Linked DNA regions of Mus musculus: all the other regions are linked to region 3. The links are chromatin contacts, called in public Hi-C, HiChIP or PLAC-seq and promoter capture Hi-C maps. All regions are on one chromosome and are shown on one strand. Each heading gives the region's core, a stretch centred on a gene start, on an enhancer-like site or on the middle of the called end of the contact. The rest is flanking DNA. Distances are from core to core; before and after follow the strand shown. Region 1 overlaps Lhfpl2 (lipoma HMGIC fusion partner-like 2). Region 2 overlaps Lhfpl2 (lipoma HMGIC fusion partner-like 2). Region 3 holds the start of Arsb (arylsulfatase B). Region 4 overlaps Scamp1 (secretory carrier membrane protein 1). Region 5 overlaps Lhfpl2 (lipoma HMGIC fusion partner-like 2). Region 6 overlaps Lhfpl2 (lipoma HMGIC fusion partner-like 2). Region 7 holds the start of Lhfpl2 (lipoma HMGIC fusion partner-like 2).

Evidence for each region. Hi-C and Micro-C count contacts between places; a contact is called where the count stands out from the background. HiChIP or PLAC-seq counts read pairs in DNA pulled down with a chosen protein or histone mark. Capture Hi-C pulls out chosen DNA fragments and counts their contacts.
Region 1: an H3K4me3 HiChIP or PLAC-seq map of bone marrow-derived macrophages shows a contact between it and region 3, with 3 times the contacts expected there. The contact joins the enhancer-like site here to the promoter of Arsb in region 3. A contact is called at or near these places in 1 of 39 promoter capture datasets (embryonic stem cells), 1 of 15 datasets of contacts at CTCF or cohesin (the NIH/3T3 cell line), 1 of 484 Hi-C or Micro-C datasets (bone marrow-derived macrophages), 10 of 115 datasets of contacts at active chromatin or transcription factors (CD8 T cells, DN3 thymocytes, acute myeloid leukemia and 6 more) and 4 of 9 other capture datasets (embryonic stem cells, liver, macrophages and 1 more).
Region 2: a contact with region 3 is called in a FOXA1 HiChIP or PLAC-seq map of pancreatic cancer cells. The contact joins the enhancer-like site here to the promoter of Arsb in region 3. A contact is called at or near these places in 3 of 39 promoter capture datasets (cranial neural crest, hematopoietic stem and progenitor cells and second pharyngeal arch cranial neural crest), 1 of 484 Hi-C or Micro-C datasets (bone marrow-derived macrophages), 10 of 115 datasets of contacts at active chromatin or transcription factors (acute myeloid leukemia, astrocytes, bone marrow-derived macrophages and 6 more) and 3 of 9 other capture datasets (adipose tissue, liver and macrophages).
Region 4: a Hi-C map of bone marrow-derived macrophages shows a contact between it and region 3, with 14 read pairs. The contact joins the enhancer-like site here to the promoter of Arsb in region 3. A contact is called at or near these places in 2 of 484 Hi-C or Micro-C datasets (bone marrow-derived macrophages and nephron progenitors), 4 of 115 datasets of contacts at active chromatin or transcription factors (astrocytes, bone marrow-derived macrophages, forebrain and 1 more) and 1 of 9 other capture datasets (macrophages).
Region 5: a contact with region 3 is called in an H3K27ac HiChIP or PLAC-seq map of the NIH/3T3 cell line, with 9 times the contacts expected there. The contact joins the enhancer-like site here to the promoter of Arsb in region 3. A contact is called at or near these places in 13 of 39 promoter capture datasets (the 3T3-L1 cell line, 3T3-L1-derived adipocytes, the C10 cell line and 10 more), 1 of 15 datasets of contacts at CTCF or cohesin (pro-B cells), 22 of 484 Hi-C or Micro-C datasets (the AtT-20 cell line, B cells, the BV-2 cell line and 15 more), 13 of 115 datasets of contacts at active chromatin or transcription factors (the NIH/3T3 cell line, acute myeloid leukemia, bone marrow-derived macrophages and 10 more) and 4 of 9 other capture datasets (adipose tissue, liver, macrophages and 1 more).
Region 6: a contact with region 3 is called in an H3K27ac HiChIP or PLAC-seq map of microglia, with 11 times the contacts expected there. The contact joins the enhancer-like site here to the promoter of Arsb in region 3. A contact is called at or near these places in 9 of 39 promoter capture datasets (the 3T3-L1 cell line, 3T3-L1-derived adipocytes, embryonic stem cells and 6 more), 1 of 15 datasets of contacts at CTCF or cohesin (the NIH/3T3 cell line), 3 of 484 Hi-C or Micro-C datasets (LSK cells, bone marrow-derived macrophages and liver), 21 of 115 datasets of contacts at active chromatin or transcription factors (the NIH/3T3 cell line, acute myeloid leukemia, bone marrow-derived macrophages and 16 more) and 4 of 9 other capture datasets (adipose tissue, liver, macrophages and 1 more).
Region 7: a contact with region 3 is called in a promoter capture Hi-C map of adipose tissue, with 6 times the contacts expected there. The contact joins the promoter of Lhfpl2 here to the promoter of Arsb in region 3. A contact is called at or near these places in 17 of 39 promoter capture datasets (the C10 cell line, cranial neural crest, embryonic stem cells and 10 more), 3 of 15 datasets of contacts at CTCF or cohesin (the NIH/3T3 cell line, large pre-B cells and pro-B cells), 30 of 484 Hi-C or Micro-C datasets (the 3T3-L1 cell line, the AML12 cell line, B cells and 21 more), 17 of 115 datasets of contacts at active chromatin or transcription factors (acute myeloid leukemia, astrocytes, bone marrow-derived macrophages and 12 more) and 4 of 9 other capture datasets (adipose tissue, liver, macrophages and 1 more).

What each region holds. Positions count from the first base shown.
Region 1 is chr13:94,121,730-94,124,429 of GRCm38.p6, reverse strand. The region is part of intron 2 of Lhfpl2 (lipoma HMGIC fusion partner-like 2); the gene reads right to left. Among named protein-coding and RNA genes, the nearest start is that of Lhfpl2, 65 kb to the right of the region's middle. Within about 2 kb of position 1,374, at least 37 of the 459 cell types and tissues checked have an H3K27ac peak or open chromatin away from gene starts, as enhancers often do. A contact at or near this core is called in bone marrow-derived macrophages, memory CD8 T cells, microglia and 1 more, where this site is marked.
Region 2 is chr13:94,089,552-94,092,251 of GRCm38.p6, reverse strand. The region is part of intron 1 of Lhfpl2 (lipoma HMGIC fusion partner-like 2); the gene reads right to left. Among named protein-coding and RNA genes, the nearest start is that of Lhfpl2, 33 kb to the right of the region's middle. Within about 2 kb of position 1,376, at least 13 of the 459 cell types and tissues checked have an H3K27ac peak or open chromatin away from gene starts, as enhancers often do. A contact at or near this core is called in pancreatic cancer cells, where this site is marked.
Region 3 is chr13:93,770,363-93,773,062 of GRCm38.p6, reverse strand. Arsb (arylsulfatase B) reads right to left here and starts at 1,384. Exons shown (of 8, transcript NM_009712.3): 1 at 971-1,384. The coding sequence starts at 1,285.
Region 4 is chr13:94,262,867-94,265,566 of GRCm38.p6, reverse strand. All of the region lies in intron 1 of Scamp1 (secretory carrier membrane protein 1), which reads left to right. Among named protein-coding and RNA genes, the nearest start is that of Scamp1, 21 kb to the left of the region's middle. Within about 2 kb of position 1,441, at least 42 of the 459 cell types and tissues checked have an H3K27ac peak or open chromatin away from gene starts, as enhancers often do. A contact at or near this core is called in bone marrow-derived macrophages, where this site is marked.
Region 5 is chr13:94,189,210-94,191,909 of GRCm38.p6, reverse strand. Lhfpl2 (lipoma HMGIC fusion partner-like 2) reads right to left here. Exons shown (of 4, transcript NM_172589.2): 4 at 1-62. LOC115488151 (a long non-coding RNA gene) reads right to left here. Exons shown (of 2, transcript XR_003950582.1): 2 at 2,308-2,700. Among named protein-coding and RNA genes, the nearest start is that of Scamp1, 95 kb to the left of the region's middle. Within about 2 kb of position 1,324, at least 47 of the 459 cell types and tissues checked have an H3K27ac peak or open chromatin away from gene starts, as enhancers often do. A contact at or near this core is called in the C2C12 cell line, the NIH/3T3 cell line, bone marrow-derived macrophages and 3 more, where this site is marked.
Region 6 is chr13:94,168,186-94,170,885 of GRCm38.p6, reverse strand. The region is part of intron 2 of Lhfpl2 (lipoma HMGIC fusion partner-like 2); the gene reads right to left. Among named protein-coding and RNA genes, the nearest start is that of Lhfpl2, 110 kb to the right of the region's middle. Within about 2 kb of position 1,390, at least 27 of the 459 cell types and tissues checked have an H3K27ac peak or open chromatin away from gene starts, as enhancers often do. A contact at or near this core is called in bone marrow-derived macrophages, macrophages and microglia, where this site is marked.
Region 7 is chr13:94,056,388-94,059,087 of GRCm38.p6, reverse strand. It overlaps Lhfpl2 (lipoma HMGIC fusion partner-like 2), which reads right to left and starts at 1,292. Exons shown (of 4, transcript NM_172589.2): 1 at 1,182-1,292.

The DNA.
Region 1 (2,700 bases), core at 125-2,624, 350 kb before region 3:
TATTTTATTATTATTTTTATTATTATTATTTTTTTTTTTTTTTGGTTTTTCGAGACAGGGTTTCTCTGTATAGCCCTGGCTGTCCTGGAACTCACTCTGTAGACCAGGCTGGCCTTGAACTCAGAATTCCGCCTGCCTCTGCCTCCCGAGTGCTGGGATTAAAGGTGTGCACTGCCACCACGCCCGGCCACTCAAGGGACTTTAAACTGTGGGCACTTTTCAGTAACGGCACCTCTCCTTCCTGTGCTGTGTTGCAGTTATGAGCATAGTTCTTAAGATTCACTAGGCGTTAGTTCCCTCTACCCCACGAGGCACACATACAGTTGTGCCACACTGCCTTCCTAGCAGCCTGAGACAACAGGGAAAGCCAGACAAGGTGTCAAAAACCCGGCCAAAGTTACACACCTAATTATAAGAAGGGATTCAAGCCCAAAAAGTCTTTTTTTTTTTTTTTAACTTTTTTCCTCAAGGGCTGCCAATAGAAGTCCACTGAATGCTAACCACATACTTGAACTTGCCCTCTTTGAAGCCTTCCCACAATTCCCACAGGGCAGGGAGCAGAGCAGAGCAGAGCAGGGACACCTTGCCTCTCTACCAAGGAGGTATGAGAGGTGAGACATTTGTCCAAAGAATGTCTGCGAAAGCCTGAGAGAATTGGTTCTCAGCCTGCATATCCAAGCAACCCTACACAGGACCTGGTGTCAGAGAGCCAGAAAGGGGTCAACCAATCAATGGTTGACTGTTTTGATACACATGCCTCTGTCTTTATTTCCCTCAACTACCTAAACCAGAGAAGGAAGAAGCCATCCCCAGGAACAGAGGTGGAGTACAGGAGGCTCCAAAACCTGCCTCAGGCACGAAGCTGCATGGCCCCCAGCCCATCCTCCAGCCCATGGGTGTCCAATGCAGGAGGTTTATGTTCAGGAGAGTTGATGCCCAGAGTTGCCTCAAACTACAACTGTTCCTCCTTCTCAAGAGAAGCCTGCTACCGTGTAGAGAGAATGTAGGCAACAGGAAGTGGGACCACACTCAATTCAGACATCCGTAGTTCCGTCTGACCTGATCGAGATGGCACTGCTGGTCTCAGATGAATCCACAACTAAAACTAACATGAAGGACCCAGAGAGAGCTGGTTTTATGGGGCTTTTATAGGAGATCAATCACAAGGCCAAACATGACTTGGCTCCTCAAGGCACTGCAAAATGGAACTGGCTTCTCCCCAGAGCAGGCTGAAACAAGCCAGCCCGGCAGTGATCCAGGGTGACATCCCACAACGGGGAAACTGAACCGTCAACAGAACACATGGAAAATGTGGGGCCCTTAGCTAGCCTGGGTTCTCACATGACTCCCTGCATGGTCGGCATCGTGGTCTGGCTCCCGGTCCTGGGAACTGAAACAGATGGTTCCTCTGAAGAGAGTGAAAACCCTGGTTACTCACGGCACAGGGCTGAGTGTATTTTCCTGTTGAGCCTATCTTCCCCGGATGATATGAGCAAACACAGACCTCACTGCCAACCCCCACCAGACCCCATCACCTGGTTCACAGGCACCTGGCATCCCAGGTCTAAAATGGTATCACTAGCCAAATTCTAAGCAAGGTTTATAAACACCCAATTCAAACATTCTGTGCCATAAGCCTCTTTAACACACAGGAAAGGGCGCCAGACACGTCAAGAACTCAAAGTTACACGTCTAATTATAAGCAGAGATTTAAGCCCAGAAAGTGTATACATACATACATACATACATACATACACACACACACACACACACACACGTGTGTGTGTATATGTGTATTCATATGTATGCATATTTAACATTCATATGTACCTATATCTGTATACTATACATATATGCACATACATATTTTTGAGACAGGCTCTTCAGTAGCCCAGGCTAACCTGTAACTCTGTAGTCAAGGATGACCTTGGTCTTGTTATTTTTCCTGCCTCTACCTAGGATTACAGGGATCTACTGTGTCTGGTTAAATATTTTTTTATGAATAGAAAACACAGCTTCTCCCATCTCCACTAAATAAATATGGAACAAATACTTAAAGATTAGCAGTGTGATAAGGTGCAAACATTTACCCTGCCTGCCCAGGACACCATCTGTTTCAAACCAGCCCTTGCCTTCCAATGAGAAGGTTGCTGCTCGAATCATTCATTTTATGACTCACAAGTGTTTGTGATTCTCATTAAAAGGTTCAAGCCTCCCCACAGCGCTGTTGCTAGAGCCTAGTAATGCTCGGGTAGTCAGCAGCGCAAGACAGATCACAGGAAAAATACATCCTTTCTCAAAGCCTGTAAACCAAAACAATGGCTTTTCTACAGAGAGGATGGTATTTGTAGGAATGCCCTGCCTAAACCCTCTGCATGCAGCAGGCCCTACTGGACAGTCTAGGCTGGACTAGAACCTACACTGGACCCTGGTTCACTGCCAGGGTGATCTAAGCTCACTGCCAAGGTTGTAACACTCACAGGACCCTGAGAGGACAGAGGTGAACAGGCCTCTCTCTTTTGAGAAACAGAACGATCGCTTTTTAGTGACACATTCAACTACCTATTGCCTTGATTTTCCTAATGCATGCTGCAAGGGGGTATCCAACCCCTGCTACTAATATTTTCCAAAGGTGACCTTTGTAAATTAAAATCTACTCAATCATTAATCACCTGTGACTGAATCGTTTCCAACTTTCTT
Region 2 (2,700 bases), core at 127-2,626, 320 kb before region 3:
TACTTCTCAAGAAAGATACAGAAGGCTCTGATTCTGAAAGGCAGGGCTTGCAGGAAACATGAGCTCATCTAACACGGGCCATCTCAGGAGGGAAAGAAGTCACTCTCAAATACTTATGATGTCAACCAAGTGAGACCTGGGATTCTTCTCCCCGAATTCTAACTCCAGCTCCATGTAAAAGTGTCACATACCAGTGAAAAACTTTCCAAAGAGCCCCGCTCCCTCCCATAATCCCTGGACCTATGTAGCAATTCAGCAGCTGAAACTCTTAGAGTAAATGTGGGGCAGAGGCCAACACCCCCATTCTGATGCTGGGTGGGCATCATCTGTAAGACCCAAGGCCCAGCAACTGAGTCCTTCCTCTTATGATAATGATGACGGTTCTCCCCTCCAAGCTGGTTGTCCTCTTGTTAAACTACAAGAATTACATGAGCCTAGCCGTGGTCCACAGCCTCATACGAAGCAAATTTAAACATGTACAAGAATTTAATTCGTACCCATTAGCTAAATAAACCACAAATGAATTTTTTGACCAACCATAATTTTGGGAATAAGCTGCCAACCTGAGTTCTCAGCCACTGTTTGCATGTAGCAATCACCATAGAATTTGGGAAACTTACAGATGATCCAGTGCCCACCCCAGAGATCAAAGCTAAAAGGGCCCGAGGTGACAGCAGGCAGAGAGAATTAACCCTGACCCCAGTGTGGCCTCACACTGCCCAGACAATCTCAGGATGCCATATCTCTTCCCTGTTTCCTTCCTGGGAACTTGAGAATGGCAGTATGATATTGGATAAAAGTTGGATTCTTGTCTTTTTCTTTTTCTCATTTTTTTCCAGTCCCCAGTTTTTTCCCCCTGGAAATTCAATCTCTCTCTCTCTCTCTCTCTCTCTCTCTCTCTCTCTCTCTAGCACTGAAGCAGAAAAGGAAGAAAGAAAAAGTACACCCCCCCCCCCACACACCCCCCCCACCAAACCAGACACAATGGATCCAAGTGTGTTGTCAAGTGGAATGACTTCACAGTACTCAAGGTTTGCAATGGGTCAGGGGAGGCAGGGGCAAGCAGCTTTGGAAAGAAGAAACCTCTAGAAACGTTTCCTCCTCCTCCACCTCTCCTATCCTAAAAGCAGAGAGCAAAGGAGAAGTTGAGAAGGGGACAGGAGAGCAAGGGCCACGCATACACTGGCCGTTTGGCAAATGTGCATTATGGTGTGTCGGATGGGAAGGGTTTTATGTAAACAGTAGCATGGGCCCTGAACTCTAGAGATATGTGAAGGAATTAATTCACTGGCTCTATGTTTCAGAGGTATCTGTATCACCAGACCCCTACGTGCCACGCCCTCATCCCAAACACAATGAATCAACTTTCAGGATGCCCAGCTTACTGCTGAGTTACTCACTAGAACTTGACAACTAAACAAGCTAAACAACGGAAGCCACCATCTGAATGACACAGACAAATACACGGGTCCCTTGAGGTAATCCTGACTTAGTTATACAAACAAGTATCATCTGAGACCAGGGATCTTTTACCATGTGCCCAGAGATTATGGTAATACACATGTGCATGTAATCTCAGCAATTCAAGAAGCTGAGGCAGGAGGATTACTGGAGACTCAAGAGTTTGGGACCAGCCTCTGCAACATAGTGAAATACCAACTCAAAAAGAAAATAAAAGCCAGGTAAACTTTATCATAAAAAGACTACCATGTCTCTTAATGTGCCCTGCCTGCAAGTTCAAAGACTGAACGAAGAGCAAGCACGGAGCTACCCAGGCCAGCCTTGGGACTTTGCCTGGTGGTGGCCTGGCACAGGAAATGACATATAAGACAAAAGTGACCTCAATGGAACACAACTGTCTGCACATGTAACTACTTCAGCCATTACAAAAGTTTCCTGTCCCCTAAGATCTATGGCTTTTCAAACTGTCTACTAATTATTGGTGACTTCAAGAGTTCTCTTTTGACAATGAGAAGAGACAAGCTCAAGTAATAATTGTCTTGAGAGAAACTTTTGTCTGAAAGAAATCTTTCAGTGACCCTGGAAATCATAAGCTGTGGCCTTTGCCCCTCCACCCTTCTCATAGATTTACTCAAACTCTTCCAAGTGCCACCCCAGGGAACCAGTGACAGTACCCACTCCCTTGGGAAAGTTACCTCGAATGACTCAAGTTGACATTGTGGTACCCGAGAAACTCCTAAACTGTCTTCCACCTTGAATCTTTTAAATACAGCCTCCACCCCCCCCAAAAAAATATTAACACATTCTTGTTAAACGACCTAACTGGCCATCCCTTGTAACAACTCTGGTTATCCTCCCAATGCATAGCCAAGGCAAAGCTTTGGAGGAAGGGACAGTCACAAGCTCTCCATGAGGATGAGGCAGGGAATAACCTAAGTCAAAAGATAATTCCTGCATGTCTCCATTTTCAGGCTTCAGACTCTAAGGTTTTCAAGGAGACAAACAACTACCCCTTGCTCCCAGTGCTCCCACCCTGCCCTCAGGGAGGGTCCTAGTGTAGGGAGCTGCTAACTAACGCACAGGCTCTGGCTGAGAAAACGCTTTCCACAATGGTACAAAAAATAGCAGATGAGCAGGCCAAGGTTTTATTTTGGTCTGTATTTGAACTCAAATTAACCTAAAAAAAAAAATCCAACTCTGAAAACACTAGAAAGTGAAAGAATCATACTTAAACCAGCC
Region 3 (2,700 bases), core at 135-2,634:
GCTGACATCCAATTTAGGCAAGCTATCTCCTCGCCTGTAAAGGGCGTTCAAGATAACTACCTCATAAAGTGGTTTTTAAAAACGTTTCAGTACAATAAAAACACTACAAGATACGTTCTTACTGTTCCCAGTCATTTAACATACACATACTCTGTGGGGGACATACTCTCTAAAGGGGCAGTGAAGAGACTCATGTGGGCTGGATTCACCCTCAAAGGTAGAAGAAATATCAGCACCCTTATTTTCATTGTAGGGGTACGGAGAACCTGGAAATGACTTCCATTGTTAGCCATGCACAGCGGAGGATCTGAGCGTGGGTGCTGGAATTTCCACGTTGTTGACATATGCATAGTTATAGGCAAGGGGGTAACTTAGTAAAGGAAAGATATAGGAGCCTGGGGTGCACCTTATCTCACCTGTGGCCTGACTCCCAGGTACAACAGGGGCTGAGAGAAAGCTTAAGATCTTTCACATACCCCACCCCCACGCTCATTCACTGAAGGCTTTTCGGGTGATGCGTCCCTTGTCAACAATCCCAAGTCTTTTTAGTGTTTCTAAATTAATCTCTGAAACTCCCATCTACATGGCTTCCTATCCTCCTGGCTCAAGTAGGTCACTCCTGATCTATGACACACCGCGTCAGTCACTAGGGTCCGTCCCAGTGCAGCCTCTCACTTTAATGGCCCTCTGGAGCTCCTTGGGCCTCCCTTTTCTTCTCCATCCTTTCTCCTCAGGACCTCGTCTATCCTTCTCTTTGGGGGTTCACAGACACAGCACCTCGAGATCCCAGAAACCCCGCTCTCCTCTGACCTAGAGAAAACGAAAGCCACTCCTGCCTTCGGCCACCAGGAGGAAGTCAGGCATGCGCAGTGGCCCTAGGCAGCAGCCTGGGGAAGCCAGGGTTGTCGAGCGCGGTCCGACTGAGCTGGCGGGCTCGCGGGGTCACGCGGGGCTGGAGGCCGCCTAGTACCTGATAGCGGCCGGTGAGCAGCTGGCTCCGCGAGGGCGTGCACAGCGGCTGCACGTAGTAGTTGTCCAGGACCACGCCGCCGGCCGCCAGCGCATCCAGGTGCGGCGTGCGGATGACCGAGCCGTGAAAACCCAAGTCGTTCCAGCCCAGGTCGTCCGCCAGCACGAAGACCACATGCGGAGGCTGGGTAGCTCCGGAGGCCCGGGCCGGCGACAGCAGCAGCAGCAGCAGCTGCAGCAGCAGCAGCAAGAGTGGCAGCTGCGGCCCGGGACCTCCAGGCCGGCTCCTGCCAGTGCACGGGCTAAGCTTGCCCATCCTTAGCAGCCTGCAGAGCCCGTGCTGCGGGCACCCCCGACAGAATCGGGAACTGAGCGGCCGGGCTCCCCAGCAAGATTTCATCCACCTGGGCGGGCCGCGGGCTGGGGAGGGCCGGCGTCCACGGCCTCCGCCTCCCGCGGGGGCCGGGGGAGGAGCCGCACAGAGCGCGCGGGCGAACTCAGCCGGTCCTTCCAAGGCCCAGAGGCCCGTTCTTTATTTTAGCCATGAACTCGAGAGCCACAAGTTCCAAAGCTGTTTCACAACCTTTATCTGATTAAATCTAGCCGCAAACTTGACAGCTAAGCACTATAGTTAGCGCTCCTTTTATCCCCAGAAGAAACCCTGTAATGGTTTGGACCATTACAGATGAGAGAAGAGAGGTGGTGCAGATGGTGTTTCAGATTCCTTTGTGCAGTGTGTACCCATGAAGCCACTTCCTTCCCATCATCAGTGGGCCAAACACATTCATTCTGTCTGCCCAGAATCTAAAATGAAATGGTGAAGTTTCATTTCAAGACATTCGGGGTATGCCCACCTAAGACTGTCTACTTGCTTACTCAATGTCTAGAGATGAGTGATAACTGTTAGGTGGAGAGAGAAAAAATGTGCGCTGCCTGAAGGACACACCCTCTCTGGCTGAGGCCGAGTCCGTGGGAGTTACTTTACAGCTTTAGAAGCTCTGGATGAATGATACCCTTGAAAAGTAATTATTGCTGATGTACTCAACTGACTTCCATGCGGTTGGCTGATGGGCGTTTGTGGTATTGTTCCTTATAACCAATTTTAATTTCTTATCGGTTTCTCACTAATAAATTAGATGAAATCACATGATGTATTCATTTCTGCATTTGTGATTTGTGTGAGAGTAAAAAAATTCTTTTGTGTGTGTGTGTGGTTTTTTTTTTTTTTTTTTTTTGAGACAGGGTTTCTCTGTGTAGCCCTGGCTGTCCTGGAACTCACTTTGTAAACCAGGCTAGCCTTGAACCCAGAAATCCGCCTGCCTCTGCCTCCCGAGTGCTGGGACTAAAGGTGTGTGCCACCACGCCCGGCCAAAATTTTCCTTTTTAAAAAAAGATTATCCTTGAATATATGTTTCCCTCTTAACATACATAAGAGTTTTCTTTGAAGTAGATAACTACTACTTATCCTTAGTAAAATATAGCCAGAAAGTTTTAAATTTTGGCATTTTTAAACCCAAAAACAATATCTTAGAAGAGTTGTTTGTTCGCTTTTGTGTTGGGGATAGTGTGGTCTCTGCATATTCTTCTACTCCATAATTGTTTTCTATAGTCCTCTCCTTTTTGTTTTTAAGCAGGTGCTTACTATGTACCCCAGGATAGCTCCTCCAGCTCTCTGTCCTCCTGCCTCTTCATCTCCCACTGACAGAACTGGGATTACAGTCCCAGGCCAAG
Region 4 (2,700 bases), core at 192-2,691, 490 kb before region 3:
TTTTTATTGGTTTTTTTTATTCATTAGAGGAAGGTTTACAAGAAGTCACCTGAGTACACAACTCATTCCTCGGCCAGACAACCCCTCCTGGGAAAGTGGAATTAACATCAAAATACCAACAGCCCCAGGGCCACCCACCACAGGCAGTGTAGAAAGTCTCCATCCCATAGCAGTCATTTCTGTCATTTATGTAAACGGTGAAGCTTTGCTCTTTTTTGTCACTTCTATCCCTTAAGTAAAATTTCAGTTCCAATTATTTAAAAATGTTCAGGTGCCTAAAATTTTCCCAATTCATATCAATCAAATCTGTAGGCATGGTGTGAACAGGCTTGTACATCGAAAACCTCATGTGGGCTCCTCCTGACAAGCTCTGAGAGTGGGAGGGCGAAGAGCGAGGAGGCTCTTCTTGTTAGCAGTGAGACATGCTGTAGCCTGATTTGGGGCTGTGGGGATGTCTCGGGGTGTAGTCTGAAAGATGGGAGCAACATGGTGGGAGCAGTGTTGGCTTTCCTTAGCTGTCTCTCTTTGTCAGATTGTCACAAAGATCTGAACTTCAGGGGATATCAGCATGGGAGAATATGACAGGTTAGAGGTGTAAGTGTTTTCTCTTCCTCTTTTTGTTTCTAAATTGAGGGTGGGGTGGGGTTGGGGGTGTGAAACTAGCAATGATTAGCAGCAATTGTAGATCACGTGAGCACACATGTGACCAATACTTGTGCTTATTAAAGTCTGTCACAGCAGGTTTTATATAAATACACTTATGGAAGTTAACTTTTTACCTAGAGTTTTAATGAGATGTAAAACGGCGAAAACCTTTTGTTCTGTCTGTTCTGGAAGAGAGACACTCCCTCCCTCAGGTGATGCGATCGTTCCTAAGACTCTGAGGAGAGAAGGGAACTCGATGTAGTCCTCTGTAACTGTAAAGTCACAGCTGCCGCTGGGGAGCCACTCACTGCTCTTGCAGAGGACCTGGGTTTGGTTCCCAGCACATAGGGTGGCACCCAACAGTCTAACCCCAGTTCCAGGGGATCTGATGCCCTCTTCAGGCCTCTGTAGGCACCACAGGTGGTGAACATACAAACAGGCCTGGAACACACACACACGCACACACACACACACACACACACACACACCATGTAATAATAATATCAGTAACAATAGTAAAAATAGCCTCTGACAGGGGAAGGACTAAGATGCTACCCAACCCCTCACTCATCATGGCAGTGCATGCCACGTTCAGTGAACTAGATGTTTAGAAAACATCTAGCAGAGCTGCCTTAATTCCAGCTGAGACTGATGGCTGCCTCCCTTTTCCTTCCCTCCCACTGCCTCCCACTTTCCCTCCCACTCTAAGGCTGAGTTAGTTCTGCACTAACTATAGACTGGGAGAGTTGTCATTGCTCACCCGTCAGAGCGGCGGAAGGCTGCCTCTCTTCCTTCCTTCTCTCTGATGAGTCACTGGCAACTTTATCTGTTATTCCCCAGAGGTCCTATCTGCTGCTCTCTGCTCCCTTTCTAGTCATGTTAAGATTTGTTTTTATTAATTTCTAACTACATGTGCACACGTGTGCCTGGGTGTGGGCAGGTACCTCTGGAGGCTTAGAATTTGGATCCCCTGCAGCTGGAGTTGAAAGTGGTTGTGAGCTGCTTAATGTGGGTGCTGGGAATTGAGCTCAAGTTCGCTGCTCTTAACCATGGGGCTATTTCTCTAGCCCTGTAAAAATATTAAAAACAAAAAGTTCCCTTCACCTCCAATTGTAAAGATTGTTGGTTTGGTTGTGTAGAAGATTTATTTTTATGTACATGTATGGATGGATGTTTGCATATCTTCAAGTGCCCCTTGTGCATCCCTGGTGCCCAGGGAGCATTGGATCCTTTGGAACCAGAGTTAAAGTTGTGGCTGTGAACTGTCACGGGGAACTGAGAACCAAACCTGGGTGAGCAGCCAGTTCTCTTAGCAGCGGAGCCATCCCCGTACTCCCTGTGGTGACTTTATTATGAGAACATCTCTCCTTTGACTGGCGTCCGCTTTGGCTGTTCCTTATTTATTGACAAGTATCTGTGGCTCCTATTTGGCCTCCCTAAGAAATAGGATCTAGTTGGATTGGTGAGCAGTTATCCAATCTAGACTCCCATCTGTTGGGCCTCCCAGGTGCCCTCACTTCTAGCTCTAAAGATTGTTTCATTTGCCGGGGAAGAGACTGCCTTTCCTCATGCACAAAGGCAATAGGAACGCACACCAAGGCTGACAAAGAGTCACTGCCGGTCGTTTCCCTCAGAGGTGCTTGTGGGTGATTTGGCCAATTCACCTAAGATGTGCTATAATTTATTAAATTGTCAGTAAGTAAGGGGAGAGCTTTTATTTCGTTACCCTTGTTGGTGAAGTTAGCCATGGTTGTCACTGAGTATTTTTCATTGCAAGCAGTGTATTAGCTAGCAAATAGCAACACATGGGCATATGATTCCTTTTACTGATGAAACCCAAGGGACAGTTGAAGTAAGATGTGTTGGGTTCCTCGTCCTATCTTCTAAGTGGAATCTGAACAGTCAGTGAGTGTTCCAAACAATCGAGACACAGTCCACAGCCTGACATGCCAGGTCTACAGTGGGGCAAAGTGATGGTCTGATCTCCTTAGTGAGAAAGGGCTCAGAGCTAGTCATTGTCATGAACAGGTCCGGATTCCCTCAGGAGTGCTCTTG
Region 5 (2,700 bases), core at 75-2,574, 420 kb before region 3:
TATGGCTTTCTGGCAGCCCCAGCCTGCGGGGTAGAGGATCAGGCCGAGGATAAGGAACAGACCTGAGGGACAGAAGAGAAAACAGGTGAAGCCTTTGGTGCCTAGGCAACCTGCAGCATCTGCCGGGCCCTTATGGTCGCTGGCTTTGGGCGGGGCCATCCACTCTACAATAGAAAAGTGTTAGTGTCTTGGATAGAAGCCTGACCTGAATAGCCAAGGTCACTTTACCAGGCACACTTTTAAGTATGGAGTCTAGATGAGGGGGAAGAGAGCTTACCTAGTATTTCCAGCCAGTTTGTGTATGGTGGCATGTGACTCCACCAGTGAGTTTGCTCCTGTTTCTTGGTGTTAAGAGGCTTACTAAGGCCAAATATGGCTTTACAAAGGGTCTGAAGAGATGGCTCCGCAGGAAGAGTGCATATTGCTCTTGTACAGCACACGGTTTGGTTCTAGCACCCAACGGTAGCTCACTACCGGTCCAGAGGACCTGACAGCCAGCCTCTTCTGACCTCCATAGGTACCAAGCATGCATACGGTATACATACATGCCAAACCCAATAATAACACATAATAAAGTTTTATTAGAACACATTAGAACAGAGACATGCTTCCTTCTGAACACCTGGCCTGCAAAACACAAATTATGATCTAGCTTTTGACAGAGCTTGCCAATCACTGGTATAAAGTAATTCACTCAGAACCTTGTGGCCTCAGCCTAGTTATAGACAAAAGTCAGGAGCCTTAAGACTAACTCTTAACCTACACCCACGAAAAGCATTGTTTGACCTGCATGCCAAGGGGAGAGGTGTATGTCTACGCCTCTATAGAAACAAACTGCCAGTGTCATGGCACTTTGCTGTCTAAATGGCTTTCAGTGAGCTCCGCCCTGCACACACACCAGCACACACGTACCCCACTCGGCCAGCACTGTTCTGGCCCTCACTGCTGCATGTTCACAAGTCACAGGGTTTCAACAATTTAGAGGTGGTTTCCTGCCTGGTCTAACCTAAGTGAGGACTAGAGAAACAACTTTAGGTAGTGGCCTTACCCTAGGCCTGGCCACTCACCAGTACAAGCAGCTCACGAAGAAGGGGAAAGGAAACCATGATTCCCAGTAGAATGTCAGCTGACAGCCCTGTGCTGTAAGGGAGGGCGGGTTTTAGTCTATGGCCAGACTAAGCTCTAGTGTGGTAGCTAAAGAGATGGCAGCAGCAACAAGGACCAAGGATTGGGGCCTTTGTAAGTGAAAGGCTAACAGGGACAATGCACTGTGTGTGGACAGCTGGGGACAGCAGTCTCATGCAGGGGATGGAGTCAGTTCCAGAGCTCACAAGTGGATGAGTCATTTGTCATTCCAAGCCTTGCCTGAATCAAGACCTGCCTGATTCACCATCATAAAAGTGTACCAATCTTAAACCTAAAGGGTGGGTGTGGTTTGTAAAGTCTGTAAATGGTATTTCTGTAATAAAACAAGACCTACAACTCTTAAGCCAAGCCAAAAGGAAAAAAAAAATAACAGCTGCAAGTGAAATTTAAGGGTCACTAGGAGATTGGAAAATCTAGAAGAGAAAAACAAATAGCTCTCTTATGTCCAGTGAGACTGACCGTCTCCCAACAAAAGGAGCCCATCACTGGGCCACTGTAGGGGTGAACTAACACTATGCTCTTCAAACTATCGCACAAAGCACAGCGGGGACAACCACTACAGTTACAGTTTTAAAAGTCAGGAATGCTAACCCTAACCCTGATACCAAAACCAGATATGAGAACATGCCCGAGAACAAAAGCCACAGACCCACAGTTCTCAACACAGTCATACACCCAAGACATCAACACCACGGCCATCTTGGTTTTAATTCCAGGGCTGCCAGGACAGTTCAACAAATGTAAACTACAACAGAGAAATAAGATGTAGGGACAAAAATCTACACCATCTCAGCCGATATGGAAAAGACCTTTGACAAACTTTAACATCCTTTCATGTTAAACTTCAAAGAACAACGCATCTGGGGCTGGAGAGATGGCTGAGAGGTTAAGAGCACTGACTGTTCTTCTAGAGGTCCCGAGTTCAATTCCCAGCAACCACATGGTGGCTCACAACCATCTGTAATGAGTTCTGATGCCCTCTTGTGGTGTGTCTGAAGGCAGCTACAGTGTACTCATATAAAATAAATAAATCTTAAACAACAACAATAACACATCTCTAAGGGTTTATATGAAAAACCTCTAACGTGCACAGGAAATGGGGGAAAATTACATCCAGAGTTAGGGGCTAGAGATAAAGGTCTACTACAATTTTAGTCAGTATTGTGTTTGAAGTCTTACCGCAATAAGGCAATAGAAAGAAATGGTACAAACAGAAAATGGCTGAGAGGATAGGTGGACCCCAGAGCCCGCATCCCAGGATTGCTCTTGCTCTTGATGTGCCTTCTTGTTTGCCATTGCTGTGTTCCTCATTGTTCTGACAGGGCGTGATTGGGCAAAGAAAGACCCCTTCTGCCTGTAGTCGGTTATGATTGATTCCTGGGTATTAACCCACCCCATTGGGCAAATTTCCTGCAGACCCACTTTCGTGGATTAATGCTGTTTAGATGAATTAATGATTTTATAGACTTCCTGATTTGATTCAGATAATTTTAGGAACTTATTAGAATAACTGATAGAAAGTATAAGGGAGATGGTTTAAGTTGTTTTGCCAAA
Region 6 (2,700 bases), core at 141-2,640, 400 kb before region 3:
AATGTCGAACACGGATGTAAATAGTCAAGAATAGGCAAGGAACAGCTAGCTGTAAACCCAACACCAGATTCAACATTTTTTTGCTAACATTCTCCCTTATTTTTTCCTATCCTATGTATGTAAAGCATGCATACACTTTTTCTTTGAGCCATCTGCAAATGATGTGTCTAATAATTTATCCTTAAATGCTTTAGCACAGACCTCCTAAAATAAGGGCATTTCCTCGCATAGCTACAAGACAATCAATGCACTCAAGAAAACAGCCTATTCATATCCAACGCCTCATCCACACTTTGCCAAGCCTGCTCCATTTTTAGTTTGTTTTCCCTTCTTAAAGTTGTGACTCCATTGAGGCTCGTGAATTGCATTTGGTTAGTTTCTAGATAAGGGCTGTCTGTCTTTCCTCCCTAACTACCCACCCACTCCCACGTCCCCTGAAGACGCTAGGACAGTCATCTTACTGAGTACCCAACCACCTGGGGTTTTTGACTCTTTCTTCTAGTCACTTACGTTTGTTTTCCACTGTCTGTGTCACAGAGATGGATGCTCACTGCAAGTTCAGTGTGCGCATTTCCCATGAGCATCTTTTGGAGGTGATGCGTTTAATCCCCGTTGCTTATCTGGGAGGGCATTACTCAGACCTCAGGACCAGCACAACTTTATGCATATCCATTTCACATAAACTCAGACACACACAACAAGCACACTGTGCCCAGGGTTCTCTCTAGCTGATATGGAACTCCAATCCTTAAAAAGATGTGGGAGATGGCTCCTCGGGTTTGAGAGAGCCCTCGCTCGGCGAGTCCTGTGGCTGAGGTTGGGAAGTTCTAGTCTAAGAGATGCCACTTTGAAGCTAGGAGGGAGGTGTCTTCTCAGCAATGAGATCTGACTCTCCTTGTAACACAATCGTGTTTTGTTGATAACCTATACAAATTTAAAAAGATCAGCAGACTGAAGAAGGGAGATAAACTCCAAGTGGGGAATTTACTTGAATGGAGAAGACACTTGCTATACAGAGAAAAGCTTTCCTGTAACCAGGAAGGTCATAGCTTAACATCAGCCTGGAGACCCCAGGCCATCCAGAGAATCTACTGGAAAAGGACAAACTTGGTGTCCTCTGACATTGCTCTCTGGCCCTCAGCAAGCAATACCACACTGGGAGAAGGGCATACATACCACATGACAGGGTGGTGCAGTGCTTTTCAAAGCTTCATACACAGACCTCAGACCAGCTCAGTTCTGCCAATCAAAAGCTGTGGTCTCAGACAGGCTGTTTGTATTTAGCCTCTGCACGTCTGGCTTCCTCATCCCCCAGAATAGAACAGTGCCCTGCTCCCCACGGCTGCAGCGAGGAATAAGATGTGGGCATCTGGACAATGACCAGCACATCATCCAAGCCACAGAGCCAGCTATTACTCACTGCTACCATGGGATTAGCATAACGCTTGGGGCACAGGGAGTACTCACAAATAGCAGCTTGGGTGGGTAGCGATCCCTTTGTTCCACATCCTACTGAGGCTACAGGGTTCCCCAGTATCCAGTTCTGTGATACGACCAGAGGATGATGAAAAGAAAAAACTCTAGAAAGTGGCAAAGGAAGGCGAGGACTGACAGATCACTGGGGCAAAAGGAAGAGGCCCCAGGTCAGAGCTCTGGTAAAATGGATGGCCCAGTCTTAGCTGAGGAACCTGCTTAGCGCAGACTCTGTAAGGATGCTCCCGGCTCCAGCTTTGGTCTCTGAGGGACTGAAGATGGATGGGTCCTGTGACCTAACTTGAGGCACCAATCACTCCCAGCTTTATAGAAAAGAAATACCATGTAGGTTTCAAAGCACAAAGCTTAGGTAATTTACACTGAAAATACCAAAAGGATGCTTTTCTGCTGGTAAACTCCAAGTATGGAAGAATAAAATATTAAATTAACAATATAAGCTCCAAACATCAGTCAATTTACTACCTTGATTTAGGGGGAGCACATCTAATGTACTTCGGACAAACTATTTGTTTCTTGGCCCATTTCTTCATTATTGCCATCTCCCCTAGACACAAGAACCCCCAAAAGGCTTAGCAAAATGGCCTTTATCCTCCAGGTCTTCTGTAAGCATGAGACAGTTGGATAAAACCAACTGCATGTGATTTTGCTTCTGAAAGTGAAGAAGACCCTCCTCTACCTTGAAGGACAGTCCCTGGCTCCTGCAGGGAGGTGCTGGGGGGACCTGCATCTCTAACCAGCGCCCACATTCTGTCTTAGTTTATGAAGACAAAGGGGTGTGACCCAGTGTGATCAGGACACAGCCAGCGGCCAGCCACCTGTTCTCTGTCCAACTCAGGATAGCTCCTAAGTTAATGGGAACAAGGGATTCCATCCGCAGAGCAGCTGTTCTCCAGCAAATCCTGGGACAGCGAGGGACTTCCCTGATCCCTGGGGACCTTTCCCCACAAGCACAAGCACAGCACAGCCTCCATCTCTAAGGCCAATGGCTGCTGTTGTCTGCAGATCTTAAAAGATACGACCAGAGGTGGCTTCTCAAGTTCTTGCTCTGATGGCCCCATAAAACATACAGGTTACAGAAAAATGGGTGTCCTGACTGTTGAAGGGTCAAATGGCCCAGCCAGTGCTGTGTTCTTTGAGCTGAAGGTGCTCAGCACCTACCTCCTTTGGGCCAATGAAGTTTTTCAGCCCCTAGGACAAGCATCTCTT
Region 7 (2,700 bases), core at 43-2,542, 290 kb before region 3:
TATCATGACTCAAATTATATTCACAAATGTTCATTTGCAGTGTAATCACTCTTCCTAACTAGACTGGTTCAAGACAAATGAGCAGCCCCCTTTCCCACCCTCTTCTCTTTAAGCTTACAGTGCTCCACCTCCCGCTATAAAATGCTGTCACAGACCACAGGCCACACTGCTCTGTATGACCTACTGCAGGTCACTCTATTTTTTTTTAATGACATCGTCTGGTATTGCTTTAAACCTTTCAAATATTTCATCAGAATCAGATGTTCCAACACAGGCTAGCCCTATTAGCCTGATTGCAGAGAGAGATGTTCATCTTCCCTGTCTTTAAAATATTTAACCATCGCATGCGTGTTCTCTATCTCTTAATTTGAAAGGGAGTTTTTAAAAAAAATGATTAGAAGAGCATCAGAAAGAGCAAGATAAATTATTCCTTATCCCATCCTCTCTTTGAGCTGGACAGGAAGAGTGTTCAGAGAATTAAAGTCCCTTCGAAGGAACTCTGACTTAGCCCCCCACACCTTGCCGCCCTGTGGCTCCAACACACACTCGCCGGCAGTGGTTCCACTTTTCCATATAGGTCACCAGCTGTAATCTACAAGCACAAAAACAATCATGGCACAGAGTACAGGAAACTGCCCGGGCAGGAGTGAGGTAGGGTGCGAGGATGAGAGTCTTTTGCCCTTACTTCCATACAAACTCCCGAACCTCCTGAATTAACAGAAAAGTTGAGCCGACTTGAAGAAACTCTTTTTGCTTTTCTCAGTTCAGAGAGCACGCGACCGCGAATAGACTGAGAGAGAAGTGCGGCCGGGTGGGGGTAGGGACTGCATTCAAACCCATCTCTCTGAGTCCTTCATCCACCCCAGATGTGGTGTTCCCCAACTCCCCGCCCACCTCCTCGCCAGCCCTCACCCCTCTGCACTGGCCACAAAAAATGCAGCCCAGGTCTGAGATGCAGCTGAGGTCTGTGGCCGGTGAGACCCACGCGGTACGGACCGGGGCTGGAGGGGACCACTACAGCTCCCCGGGAAAAAGCGCTTCCAGGCTCAACTTCTTCCACGTCTGCGGCGGGCCGGCGCTGCAGCGGATCCTTCCTGCCCCGGCACCCGCCGCCCGTCCCTCCGCGCCCCCGTGCACTGTCGGGGACCGGCCCCCTCCCGGGCTCCCCGCGCAGCACCTACCTGGCCGGGGCAGCCGGCTCCTAACGCCCCGCTCTGGCCCGGGCGCGTGCAGCCTTCCCCAGCCGGGCTCTCTGTGCCGCCTCCTCGCTGCAGCCTCGATCTGGCCCCGGCGGACCCGCAGGGGCGAGGGCGGGAGCAGACGAGGGTCGGCGGCGCCGGGGCGGAGGCCGAGGGGCGGGCGCAGCGGGAGGAGGCGGCCGAACCTCGCAGCCCAGGCCGGCCGCTGCCACTCAGCATCCCCGCCTCCGGCCGCCGCTCGGGGAGGGGTCGGCGAAGCCCGGCCTCCGGGGGGGAGGGTCCTACAGGGCCCGGGAGAGTGTGGGCGACGCGCGCGATCCCTGAGAAGGGGTCCCGGAGCCCTGCGGGGTTCTCTCCTCACGCTGTCCCAGTGCCTATCGTGGACCAGAGCCGGCGGGGCGGGCGGGAAGAAAGTCGGTCCGTGGCCCAGGAAAACCGCAGGGTGGAGAGTGGTCTGCGGTGCTTTTAAAGCAGAGGCTGGAGGCACAAGTTTACAGGTCCTGATTTCTACTTCGGGAAACTGCAAACTTTCACAGAGCTTGGATGCTTGGGTCCAGACACATCCCCCAGGCACTGAAGATACACTTTCCAATAGATACCACAGATATCAAAGGCGGTTTAGCCAGCGGGAAAGGGATCCAGAGAGGAGACCCACCAACTCCTCTCACCACCGCCCCCAGGGCCAGAGCAAAGGACAGAGTCAAATAGCCAGGGGCTGAATTGTCTGAATTCATTGTGTTAGGACAGAACCCAGCTAAGATCACCTTCCTTTGTCTCCAACCCCCACCCCCTGTCAAATTTGCTTCAGCCTCCAAACTCTCAGACACTTGTCTATCCACCGAAGCACACCCACCCCCCCCACCCCTCCCTCCCGGCCTTCCCTAGCAGCTTGCATGTGCTCTTTGCTCTTGAAGTCTTTGCACTTGACCCACTATTTCCAAATCCATTTGGGTTTGTCAGTTTCAATGGCCCCCTCCTGCTTTTGAAACCCGTGGGCACGGCACCTATCTGCACGGCCTTACAAGCTTAATGGCTCTAGAACACCACTTCCTGGGTGAGAGGGTATCTGAGGCATTTTGCCAGGAAAATTAAAAAAACAAAACAAATTCTTGATTTCTTTGCAACTCCACTATTGAAAACCATATCCCACAGCAGGATTGTAGATAGCATAAGTCATCCGCAACTGCTGGTCTGTGGAGAAAACATACAAATTAAATCGGTTGGGATTCTTCACATGCAAAGGGTACCTATCACCAATTAACAATAGCTGCAAACACAAATGCATCACCATGCTGGTCCTCATCCAGATGGGGTCCTAGAAGGACCCATGCCTGTATCCACGCTGAAGCTGCTGATGCTGTTCCCAGGACTCTCCCACGGTTGAATCCTACTGGGAAAAAAAAAAAAAAAAAAGCTTTCCCGAAACACATTCTACAAGAGTGTTAAGTGCTCTCTCTATTTGGCAAAATCACGTGCTAGAAATTACAAGAGGGCTTATGAG